Linked DNA regions of Mus musculus: region 2 is linked to region 1. The links are chromatin contacts, called in public Hi-C maps. All regions are on one chromosome and are shown on one strand. Each heading gives the region's core, a stretch centred on a gene start, on an enhancer-like site or on the middle of the called end of the contact. The rest is flanking DNA. Distances are from core to core; before and after follow the strand shown. Region 1 has its middle 13 kb from the start of Gm30444. Region 2 has its middle 77 kb from the start of Gm30567.

Evidence for each region. Hi-C and Micro-C count contacts between places; a contact is called where the count stands out from the background.
Region 2: a contact with region 1 is called in a Hi-C map of extraembryonic ectoderm, with 3 times the contacts expected there. The contact joins two enhancer-like sites. A contact is called at or near these places in 1 of 39 promoter capture datasets (embryonic stem cells), 2 of 15 datasets of contacts at CTCF or cohesin (both in embryonic stem cells), 26 of 484 Hi-C or Micro-C datasets (embryonic stem cells, extraembryonic ectoderm, induced pluripotent stem cells and 1 more), 12 of 115 datasets of contacts at active chromatin or transcription factors (all in embryonic stem cells) and 1 of 9 other capture datasets (embryonic stem cells).

The regions. Positions count from the first base shown.
Region 1 is chr16:9,007,638-9,013,356 of GRCm38.p6, reverse strand. It overlaps a transcript of Gm30444 not described here. Among named protein-coding and RNA genes, the nearest start is that of Gm30444, 13 kb to the right of the region's middle. Within about 2 kb of position 4,371, at least 24 of the 459 cell types and tissues checked have an H3K27ac peak or open chromatin away from gene starts, as enhancers often do. A contact at or near this core is called in extraembryonic ectoderm and induced pluripotent stem cells, where this site is marked.
Region 2 is chr16:9,129,050-9,134,437 of GRCm38.p6, reverse strand. No RefSeq gene overlaps it. Among named protein-coding and RNA genes, the nearest start is that of Gm30567, 77 kb to the right of the region's middle. Within about 2 kb of position 2,102, at least 26 of the 459 cell types and tissues checked have an H3K27ac peak or open chromatin away from gene starts, as enhancers often do. A contact at or near this core is called in extraembryonic ectoderm and induced pluripotent stem cells, where this site is marked.

The DNA of each region.
Region 1 (5,719 bases), core at 3,122-5,621:
TGTCAGTGGAGGGCTGGGGAGACGACTCAGTTGAAGTGCTCTATGCAGGCATGAGGACCTTGGTTCAAGCCCCACAGCCCATAAAAGAAGCCGGACACAGTGGCACACACTTATTCCAGTGCTGGGGAGCCAGAGATGAGCATCCTTGAGGGTTGCTAGGCAAGAGACCTATCCTAATCAGAAAGTGCTTGGCCAAGTGAGAGATGCTGTCACAAGACAAGATAGATAACATGGGAAGTTAACCTCTGGCCAACACACACACACACACACACACACACACACACACCTCACACACGAATGCTACATTGATGAAAGCAGGTAGGCAGATTACAGAAAAGCAAGAAATCCCTGCCTCAGATGTTATCTGATGTACAGTCTCAGCCTTTGGATTGTTGGAAGCTGGCCTGTGTTTGTACATTTCAAAAAAGGTCTTACCTAATAGTCGCAAGGATGTTAGGTCAAACACAGAGGCAGACAATAGATGGCCTTTGAAGGGGCCAAAAACAGCCCAAGACAATTTGTCTCCTGACAATCACAGTTCTAATCAGTAAGCTTTGGAGAGCCTTTACATGGCAGCCCAGCTTTTCTCTAGGACCTTCTGTTTACATTACAAAAATAAAGCAGTGGGCCAGGTGGTAGTGGCACAAGCAGGTGGATCTCTGTGAGTTCAAGGCCAGCCTTGTCTCCAAAGTAAACTCCAGGATAGCCAGGGCTACACAGAGAAACCTGTCTTAGAAAAAAAATTTAAAATAAAAATGAATACAGGCATGGACAAAGGCCAGTTAGCAGTGAGAGGGAACCCCAGAGCACACAGGGATAGGATGCTGGTTCCTATGTGTGCTTTGGGAGACAGCATAGGACTTGAAACCAAATTCCTGGCCCTGTTCCCAGTATTTCTGATTCAGTAGCTCTGCAGTGGAACCCAGAAATCTACATGTGAGACCAAATCCTAGGGGACTGTTAGTTTGAGGATGTTACTTGAGAGCAAGTGCTCTGGGTAGCAGTCATGTTGAAAAGAGAGGTGGTGGTCACAGAGCAGCTTCATAGCTGCAGGCTGTTGATTCTCTGTCAAGATTTAATCCTAGCTGCACTTTCAAATCCTCTGGGGAGATTGTCTCCACTTGCCACCCCTCACAGACTCAAGCAATCTAAAGTAAGATCCAGGAATGAGCATTTAAGGGGCCTCAGTTGTCCAGGGAGAGCAACAGATGACGAAATGAGCCTGGCTACAACATCTCTTTGACAACCGTGTCTTAAGCTAAGACTTGAAAGCATCCTGATTCAGGTCAGGGATATAGAGTTCCAATACAGCCACTTATGCTAAAGTCCACGAGGCACTTGCATCCCTCAGCAACCCTCCCTTGGTCCAGCAGACCTGCTTGCCCATCAGATCCTCGGACTGAATTCAAATGCTATTCAAATGCTCTCCCATGCAGAGGAGTCACTGGGAAGGCAGGGTAAGTGCAGGTGCCAACTCTGCGGGCCTGGGATGAAGCCTGGCGTCTCTGACTACATCCTGAAGCTTATAGTCCATGGACCACACTGTGAATAGCAGCAACTGCCTCTAACCAAATTTGACCTGAGTCACTTGGAAGCTCTTTCCCCTAATTTTGTATCACCCTATGTTGATTATACAAAATAAGGGGGCAGTGACTTGGTTAGGAGGTAAGGTAACAGCCCCAAAAGCTGGGCGATGAGAGGCTAGGCAACAGCAAAGAAATAGAAAGAAAGCTGGGGTGTGAAAGACACTTTAGGTGGCCAAAGGTGAAGAAGACAAGACAATAAGAAAAGCTATCTACTTCCCAGTAACTAGGATGACAGAGAGGACACTTATGATAGCTAGCAAATCGGCAGGCTGAGAGCTCATGGAGACAGAATGCCCAATAGAGTGAAGAAAAGTATATCTGCCCAACACACCTGTCCACAGTGCAGTGCATCAGCCCAACACACCCGTCCACAGTGCAGTGCATCAGCCTGAGACACCTGTGCACAGTGCAGTGCATCAGCCCAACACACCTGTCCACAGTGCAGTGCATCAGCCTGAGACACCTGTGCACAGTGCAGTGCATCAGCCCAACACACCCATGAACAGTGCAGTGCATCAGCCCAACACACCTGTGCACAGTGCAGTGCATCAGCCCAACACACCCATGCACAGTGCAGTGCATCAGCCTGATACACCTGTGTACACTATAGTGCACCTGGCTGACACACCTGTGCACACTGCAGTGTATCTGGCTGACACACCTGTATACAGTGCAGTGCATCAGCCAGACACACCTGTGCTCAGGCAGAGAAAGCTGGAGACGCTTGAGGAAAATGAGAGAGATGGTTGTAATGGAGGACTAGCCTGAGGAATAAAGCCATTTCGCAGAACTTGAGGTAAATTCCTGATCACTGGGGCCAGAAGAAGCTTCGCTGTGGAGCAACTCAAGTGTGTGCTTTGAGATCTCTCGAGAGCCTATCCAGGAGGTTCTGCCTCGGGTGGTGGCCAGACAGGGACTAGAATTTACATTTCTTAAAGGAAAACTCCTGGTGTCCACAGTGTTGGCCCACCCTGTCCACCTTCCTCTGTGGTCCCCAAACTAAGATAATAAATATCCATAATCCAAAAATCCAAAATCCAAAACTGAGCAAATTAGACCACGAGTGGGAAATTCCACATGTGACCTTGCATGACAGCTGCAGTCAAAACACAGGTGCATGGAAAAGTTTATAAAACTGACCTCTGGCTATGCATAAAAGATACATACAGAACATACCTGAATGCAGGGTTCAGACTCAGGGCCCTTTCCCAAGACACCCCACTGTATCTGTGCATGTATTCCAACATCCTAGTCCAAAGCACTTCTAGTCCCAAGCATTTTAGATGAGAAAACGTGATGTGTGTTTGTTGAGCATCTACTATACACTGGACCAGAGAGAAACTGAACTGTAATAGACAATAGACAATAGAGGCTGGGGAGATGCCTCAGTGGATGAAACACCGGCTGTGTGAGCCCTCAAGCTTGGTTAAGTAAGTTCTCAGCTGAGTTAGGAGCCCCAGCCTCCCGGAGAAGAAAGTAAATCGCCCCAGCACTACAGGGCTCCCTGGCTAACCAGTGTAGCCACAGATGAGCTCTAGATTCAATGGGAGACCCTGTCTCAAAATAATAAAAAGGAGAAGCAATTGAGGATAACAACCCAATGTCATCTCTGGCCTCCCATACTCTGCAGGCCCAGGCAAGTGCATTTAACAAATGCATGTGCCTCACACATACTTGTAGAAACAGCAGTGAGTCCTCTTTGTTCTGAAAACAGTCCCTTCATATCCTGCTCAGGGTCTAGGTTATAATGCCTCAGTGGCCTTGAGACACCGCAGCCACACTGCCTGCACCCAGAAAAGGAGACAGCTGGCTTTTACTCCAAATGCGTACCTTCTCCCTCTAGACTCTGACGCCTCTGCTTGGAATGTTCAAAAAGAAGCCAGGTTGGCATGGTGAAACCTGCTGGGTTAGGTGATTCAGGGTGTCTGGTGTTTGCAGCCAGGATGCCCAAGACCTCTTTGGGTCCCAATCCCCTAAAAGAAGTACTCTTCGGTGGAGCTCCTGTAATGCAAATGCATGCCCCAAAATAAAAGCAAGACAATGAAGTGGCGAATTCCAAGGCAGGTTAATGTTCTCACTCACAGGGTTCTCGGTCATTGGGGTCCTGGAGTGTGCTCCCGCGCCTCATGTCGCGATGCTACCACCTAGTGGCGATGCGCAAATCAGCTGCGGAAGCCTGGGCGTATGAACTGCCAGATCTTAGGGTAGGCTGCATCCTGTTAACACCAGCCTGGGCGGTGGCTGTTTTTAGCTGGGTCTCTCCTTCTGTGCCACTTTCATCATGGAAACTGGCTCTCTAGGCCCAAAAAAAGCTGCGGCGTGCTCTGCAAAAGCTGTTTGAGGGCCAATTTTAGCTGCATTTCTTGAAATTTGGACTCGGAGGAGGAAGGAGGGATGTGCGGTTCCCAGGAAGTTCTGCATCTTCCTTCCGGGGAAGGAGGTGAGATCATCCACCCTTTGGCTTTCAGCTTCTACAAAAAGAAAAGAACTTTGGGATTTTTTTTTTTTCTGAGGCAGCAGCCGCTGTGTGTTCTGAGAGCTTTACCATGTTCTCTTAGAATCTTTTCTACTTGGGCCGTCACACTGCTACCTCACAAGAAGGCTTAGAATTATGGATATAAGGAAATCAAGACTTGGAAAAGTGACTTGGCTAGCGTCAAAAGGCCGGCAACTCAGAGCTGTGATATCACCTCCAGTCTGTGCTCTGAACCTACAACCCAAAGCACCCATTGCGAGTTGAAAAGTCCAGGACTAGGGAGGCAGAGCAGTTGGTAGACTGTGCTGGGCTTGCACTAGGCCGGGTTCTCACAATAACTGGGTGGACGGCACACAGCCTGCCATCCCAGCATGCTGAAAAGGAAGCAGAGGCAGGAAGATCAGAGAAAGGGGAAAAAATAAAAACAGAGATGGGCGTCCAGGCATCACATGTACCCTGCTGCCAGCTCACTGGCCACCGCAGACAAGTCGATCTCTCTGGGTCTGTAAAATGGGTGTATGAACCCCAGAGCCTACATCACAAAGTTGTGAGCATTCAAGGAGAATTATGAAGGCCCCTGACTTAGTAGCTCCATGTCTTCGCTTGAGGATCATCTTAGACTTCCACACTCTCCTACTCATTCCAGAAGACAGACTCTGGACACACACACACACACCCGACAAGGCCCAATATGTCCTGTGATTGTTGTTTGCTATGAGCCGAGGACTAGACCTTGTTGTCTGCACAGGTGCTCCGCACTGCCTGAGCCTACTTTCCTGGAGCTGTTTTCCAGGGAACAGCATTTCACAGACCTGAGAAGTGACTCTCTGGAGCTGTGTCTGTATCTCATCTCCTGTCACACCAGGGAGACAGTATATTAAACACTCCCGAAGGTAGATGCTTAACACCACAGCGTGCCCAGTGCCCTTCACAACACCTGGCACACTATAGGTCTATGCTAATGTAGGAGCAGATGACCACCTACTATATGTCAGACCTTTATGCTAATTGTTAGAAGTGCCAAACATTGGGCAAGATACAGAACACAATTAGGATTTGAAAAGTAGCCAGGCAGAATTGATGGAGTAGGTGACTTTGAGAGAGTAAGTATGGGGTTAGGGAGATGACCATGAAGTCACAAAAGGACCCCAACACACATTGGGGCTTATCCAAGTGGAGGGCTATCAAACAACCCTTCTGTCATAAAGTTTGAGTCTAAGATGTCTCCCACAGGTTCATGTGTTGCTTGTGCTGTTTTGGAGGGTCATGAAGCCTTTAGGAGGTGGAGCCTGCTGGAGTTAGTGTGTCACACAGGGAAGGCCTTAAGGTTTGCTAGCCCAGTCCTGTTTTCTGACTCCATCCCATGTGACAAACACTGCACATTCCTCTGCCCCACCTCACCCATTGTCTTAGTCAGGGTTTCTATTCCTGCACAAACATCATGACCAAGAAGCGAGTTGGGGAGGAAAGGGTTTATTCAGCTTATAATTCCATACTGCTGTTCATCACCAAGGAAGTCAGGACTGGAACTCAAGCAGGTCAAGAAGCAGGAGCTGATGCAGAGGCCATGGAGGGATGTTATTTACTGGCTTGCTTCCCCTGGCTTGCTCAGCCTGCTCTCTTATAGAACCAAGACTACCAGCCCAGCGATGGTCCC
Region 2 (5,388 bases), core at 853-3,352, 120 kb before region 1:
GGTAGGGAAAGTATACTGAAAATTACATCCAGAGACCTGGGCATGGTGGTGCTCATCTAAAATCCCAGCACTCAGAAGGCTAAAACAAGAAGGTCGTTAGTTCAAGGCCAACCTGAACTACACAATGAAAACTCTTCTAAAATACTAAGACGCTTTTAAAATGATGATGATGATAATGACAATAATGGTGATAATATTAACAATTATCATATTATGATAATCTAATAATTATCATTATTAGATGTAGATTTTTTAAATTCATACACAGATGCATGACATTTATCTTATTAAAAACTAAATATGGGGTACCTTTAAGTCAGGGGAGAACAATACCATACATTTAGAGATGCAGAGGGAACCCCTAAGAGTTCCACCAAGTACTAATTGGGGCACTGAGGGAAAAGAGCCATGTAATAAGATTAGAGGGAATGCTAGCTGGAGAACACACAGGAGCAGAGATGTCCAACATTCAGAAAAAATTTGAAACACATGGTGCTTAAACTACATCCCTGACTGTACATTAAAGTAAAAGTTAGGGGGAATGTAATGCTATCTCTAGTTCAAAAAAATGATAGGGTGAGGAAGATATACCATGCTAACCCTGACCAAAAAGATCTAGGGTAAAAAAATCCATCCTGTGAGAGCACAGATAAAAGGATGCAGTATGCTTACACCAGCCAGGAGAGAACCGGGGTAACTGCTAGTGATACAGTGTGGATTGCAGAGAGTGTGAATTCATCTCATGAAGATATGGGCTCAGTCCATCAAGAGGACATAACAGTATGAAACGTTCAGCACATAGAACAATTTTTTGTTTCAGAATTTTATAAAGCCAAACCAGAGAGAATGTCACAAAAAATAGACAAGTCCATAATCATAGTCGGAACTTCTCTCCATAAATTAATATAACCAGAGCTCAGAATATGAACAGGCTTACAGCAGACTCAAACACAGTCATCAATCAACCTGTCTATCTAGCACTTAGAGGAAAATTGGCAGTGGTTAGAGCACCAACTACCATTTCAAAGGTTTTCAAAAGACCTGAGTGTAATTCCCAGCACTCACATCAAGCAACTTACAATCACCTGTAACTCCAGTTTCAAGGCATCCAACTCTTCTGACCTTGTAAGACCCAATGAGCCTTAGTCCAGGATGTCCCACTCACAGAAACACAGAGACGGAGATCGATGCAATAAAAATGAGGTTTATTGATCAGGTGTGCCGGGGGCCATCCTGCAATAGGGGCAGAGGTGACCCTGAATCTCCTAGGCCCACACTTTTTATACAGTTTAAGGGAAGGCCTTGATAACAACAAGAGTTGGTTTAAGCCCATTGTTGGCCCCAGCTGACTTTTTCTTTCCCCCCTTTAGAAATGGTAATTAGCCTCTCCCTTCCAGAGAGACAAGTGTCTTTCATGACCTTCCTTAACCAGCATTGATGGCCCTGGGTGTGGTGAGGTCTTAGTCACCAGAAGAGGGAACTAAACATTCTTGGTCATTAGCTGCACCTGCCTTGCTTTCTTGTAAAGCTTGTTTGGCTGGGACATCACAGGAAGGGAGTGCTCAACACAACCTTCTGGGGGGATGGTCTTTCAGGTCATCTTATATTCTCTAAGATTACAGATTCCCACAACCTCTGTAGGCACCTGCACTCATGTGCACATACCTACATATAGACATTCACACACACACACACACATACATAATTTAAAACAATAAAGTTACTTTTAATTGATTCATGTCTCACATGCCTATAAAAATAATCAAAATGGATCACACGCTTAGGCATAAAATGTTAAACTGTGAAATTTCTCAAGAGAACAAAAACAAACAGAATGAAACCTTTGCAACCTTGGGTTTCTCAGACATGATACCAAAAACAAGATCCAGGAAAAAAACAAACAAACAAAACAAAACAAAACAAAAAAAAAACATAGCTCTTGCCCAAGTTTAAAATGTTATACCTTCAAAGGACATCCTTACAGAAATAAAAAGAACCACCTGAAGCAAAATTTTGTGAGACAGATGCCGACCAAGGACTTGTGTCCAGATCATTTAAGGAACCCTGAAGACTCAAAGGGAAGTTAGGCTGGTGAAATGACTCAGCAGAAAAAGAGAAGTTAGGCTGGTGAGATGACTCAGCAGAAAAAGGCAGCACTGGATGAACTTGGTGATCTGGATTTCATTCCCTGGGATCCGTTTAAGGGATGACTCCACAGTGTGGTCCTCTGACCTACACACACACACACACACACACACACACACACACACACGAGTATGTACACACCTGTCACACACATCATATATATACATACAGTAATAATAATGTTTATTTAAAATGCTTCTTAAATGAGCAAAACAGTTTAGCAAACACTTAAATTAAAAATTAAATTAAAAGCATATCTGTTGCTGGGTGGTGGTGGTGCATGCCTTTAATCACAGCACTTGGGAGGCAGAGGCAAGTGGATTTCTGAGTTCGAGGCCAGCCTGGTCTGCAGAGTGAGTTCCAGGACAGCCAAAGCTACACAGAGAAACCCTGTCTTGAAGAAAAACAACAACAACAACAACAACAACAACAAAAGCACATCTGTTATACAGAATAAGCAGGTTATATTTAGAAATATATGTATATACATATGTGCATATAATAACAGTTAATGAAGAAAAGAGGCCCTGAATTTCAAAGACTGCAAAGAACAGAATATGGGAGGAATTGAAGAAGGACAGGGAAGGGAGAAAATGTTTTTTAAAGTAATATGTGTGTGTGTGTGTGTGTGTGTGTGTTCATACATATAATAACATGACACAGACATAGGTGTTCCATGTCATTGGCCATTAGGGAGAACCAAGATATACTATTACCTTCCTACCGTAGCAGCTACAACTTTGACAATCACATGCACTTATGATGCAGTCATTGCCCATCTAGCTATTCACTCAAGAGAAATGAAAATCTGTGTCCATACAAAGTCACGTGTCCTGTAGGCTAAGGCCAGTTCCACTCCACTCCTGCCAGTGACCTTGGCTGTTGTTCCATGGTCCTGCATCTCTTGGTACCAACTTCAGATCTAGTTTGCTTTCTGTCTCTATGACAAAGCACTGGCCAAAGCCAAGCTGCAGGGACGAAAGGTTACTTGGTTACTTGGCTTACAAGTTGCAGTTTGTCCTCAAGTGAAACCAGGGACAAAAGCTGAGACAGGGACATGGAGACAGGACCTGAAGCAGAGGCCATGGAGGAACACAACTCATTGGACTGCTTCTCCTGGCTTGTTCAGCTCTCGTTCTTATACAGCCCAAGCCCATATGCCCAGGGATGGCACTGCCCACAGTGGGCTAGTCCCTCCAAAGCCATCAGCAATTGAGAAAATGACATGCCCACAGATGTGCCCACACACCAATCTGATAAAAGGAAACTCCTGGATTGAGAGTCCCTTTCCCAAGCGTCTAGGTTTATGTGAATACCACAAACACCATGACACGGAGGTGCCACAAGCACCTGCTGCTTTGGGTGGAGTTGGACTTAAGAGATCCTTTGCCGCCGGCGATGGTGGCACATGCCTTTAATCACAGCACTTGGGAGGCAGAGGCGGGCGGATTTCTGAGTTCGAGGCCAGCCAGGTCTACAAAGTGAGTTCCAGGACAGCCAGAGCTATACAGAGAAACCCTGTCTCGAAAAAAAAAAAAGAAAGAAAGAAAGAGAGAGAGAGAGAGAGAGAGAGAGAGAGAGAGAGAGAAAGAAAGAAAGAAAGAAAGAAAGAAAGAAAGAAAGAAAGAAAGAAAGAAAGAAAGAAAGAAAGAAAGAAAGGAAAAAAGAGAGAGATCCTTTGCTCATGATGCTAAGCATGGTAGTCCGGTAGGAAAAAGCTCACTGGCCACTGGGATTTCAGCTGAAAATGTTGCTATTCATAAAAACTGTGTGGCGCTGTTTATCTCACAGAACATACACCAGTACCGCATCCCAACCCTAGGGAAGAGCAAGGGCTACAACAGATGAAAGACAATGTGCCTAAGACCAAATTCTGCCTCACATCCATTTGGGGATCCTAGATGGTGGTCTGATTTCCTTTGTTTCTTTTTTTCCTGGGCCACTGTAGGACTTCAGTTGTCACATGGGTGTTATTGAGGAAAGGTCCCCAACATGGGTGACTGGCCTCAGCATATGGAAGTATTTTTAGCAGTTGATCTCCAAGTAGAGACAGATGTTTCTCTGCTGATCTCGGTGGGGTGTCTCCTTGAAGTCTGCCCTGTTACCCACACTCTGCCTCCAGAACAGCTTGTAGAAGAAGCAATGCCACTCTAGACAATTTCAATAATTTTGACTTTAGAGAAACTGGCTTTTATTCTCCTCCCTTAGAAAGGAGAGGCATCTTCTGAAAATGATCTAAGCAGCAAATCCAGCTTGGTCATTGATATTTTTATAAGGCTACAGATGGGTTTTCCCTGAAGAAATAAAGAAAAAAATCAACTCTACATGGGGGAGGGGGGTCACAAATAGTAAGACCACAATTCCTTTGTCAGCACTGGTACAGTGAGTAGCGAAGTCTTCAAGCCTTTCAGTCCTTCACATGAACTCTAAGAACCACTTTTCCCTCTTGCCAAGCAAACATTATTTTTGTAACACTACACAACTATCTAGAGACTGCATCATCTCCTCAGGCTCCCTTCTTAAGTGTGGACGTTCATCTCTATATCTCCTTTATATGAAAACAGTCAGACCTTTGCTATCAGGTGAACTGTAACTGTACAATTGGCTATGCACAACCACCCTGTTATAATATACCTTAGATCAAAAAACCCTTCGGTGTGTACAAGAGTTCTCAGGCTGACTGCCTATTCCTTCTGCTCAGATTTTCATAATGATTTGATTAAAGTAGGAATAAGAAGCTCTGTGTGTGGCTCAATTAGTGGCGCATGCCCAAAGTTCCGGGTTCCAGTCCCAAAACTGAGTAAGTTAGGTATGGTGCTATGTACCTATGATCTCAGCATTCAGGAGGTGAAAGCAAGGGACCAAAAGTTCAAGTATCCTTGAAGTATCCTTAGCTACACTGTCAGTTTGAGGCCAACCTGTGGTACATGACACTGTCTCAAAATCAATTAAGAATATATGTGACAGAAACTATAGGTAAGAAAGTCTAAGGAAGTTAGATGACTCAAATACAGTAAAATTGGTCACTAAGGCTCTGCCAGCATTGAGCATCTAAGAGATATCCAGTACAGAGGCTCCTCAAGGAGACGAGAGCTTCTTAAATATCTCTCTCTCTTCCTGCAAAGCAGCCACCAGGAGTCCGTCAGGCCCTCTGTGCAGGTGGAATGGAGAATCGGTCGGGAGAGAGAAGGTGAACTGACAGAGGTCCCATGACTGATGCCCAGTAACATGGGAGGACTGGAG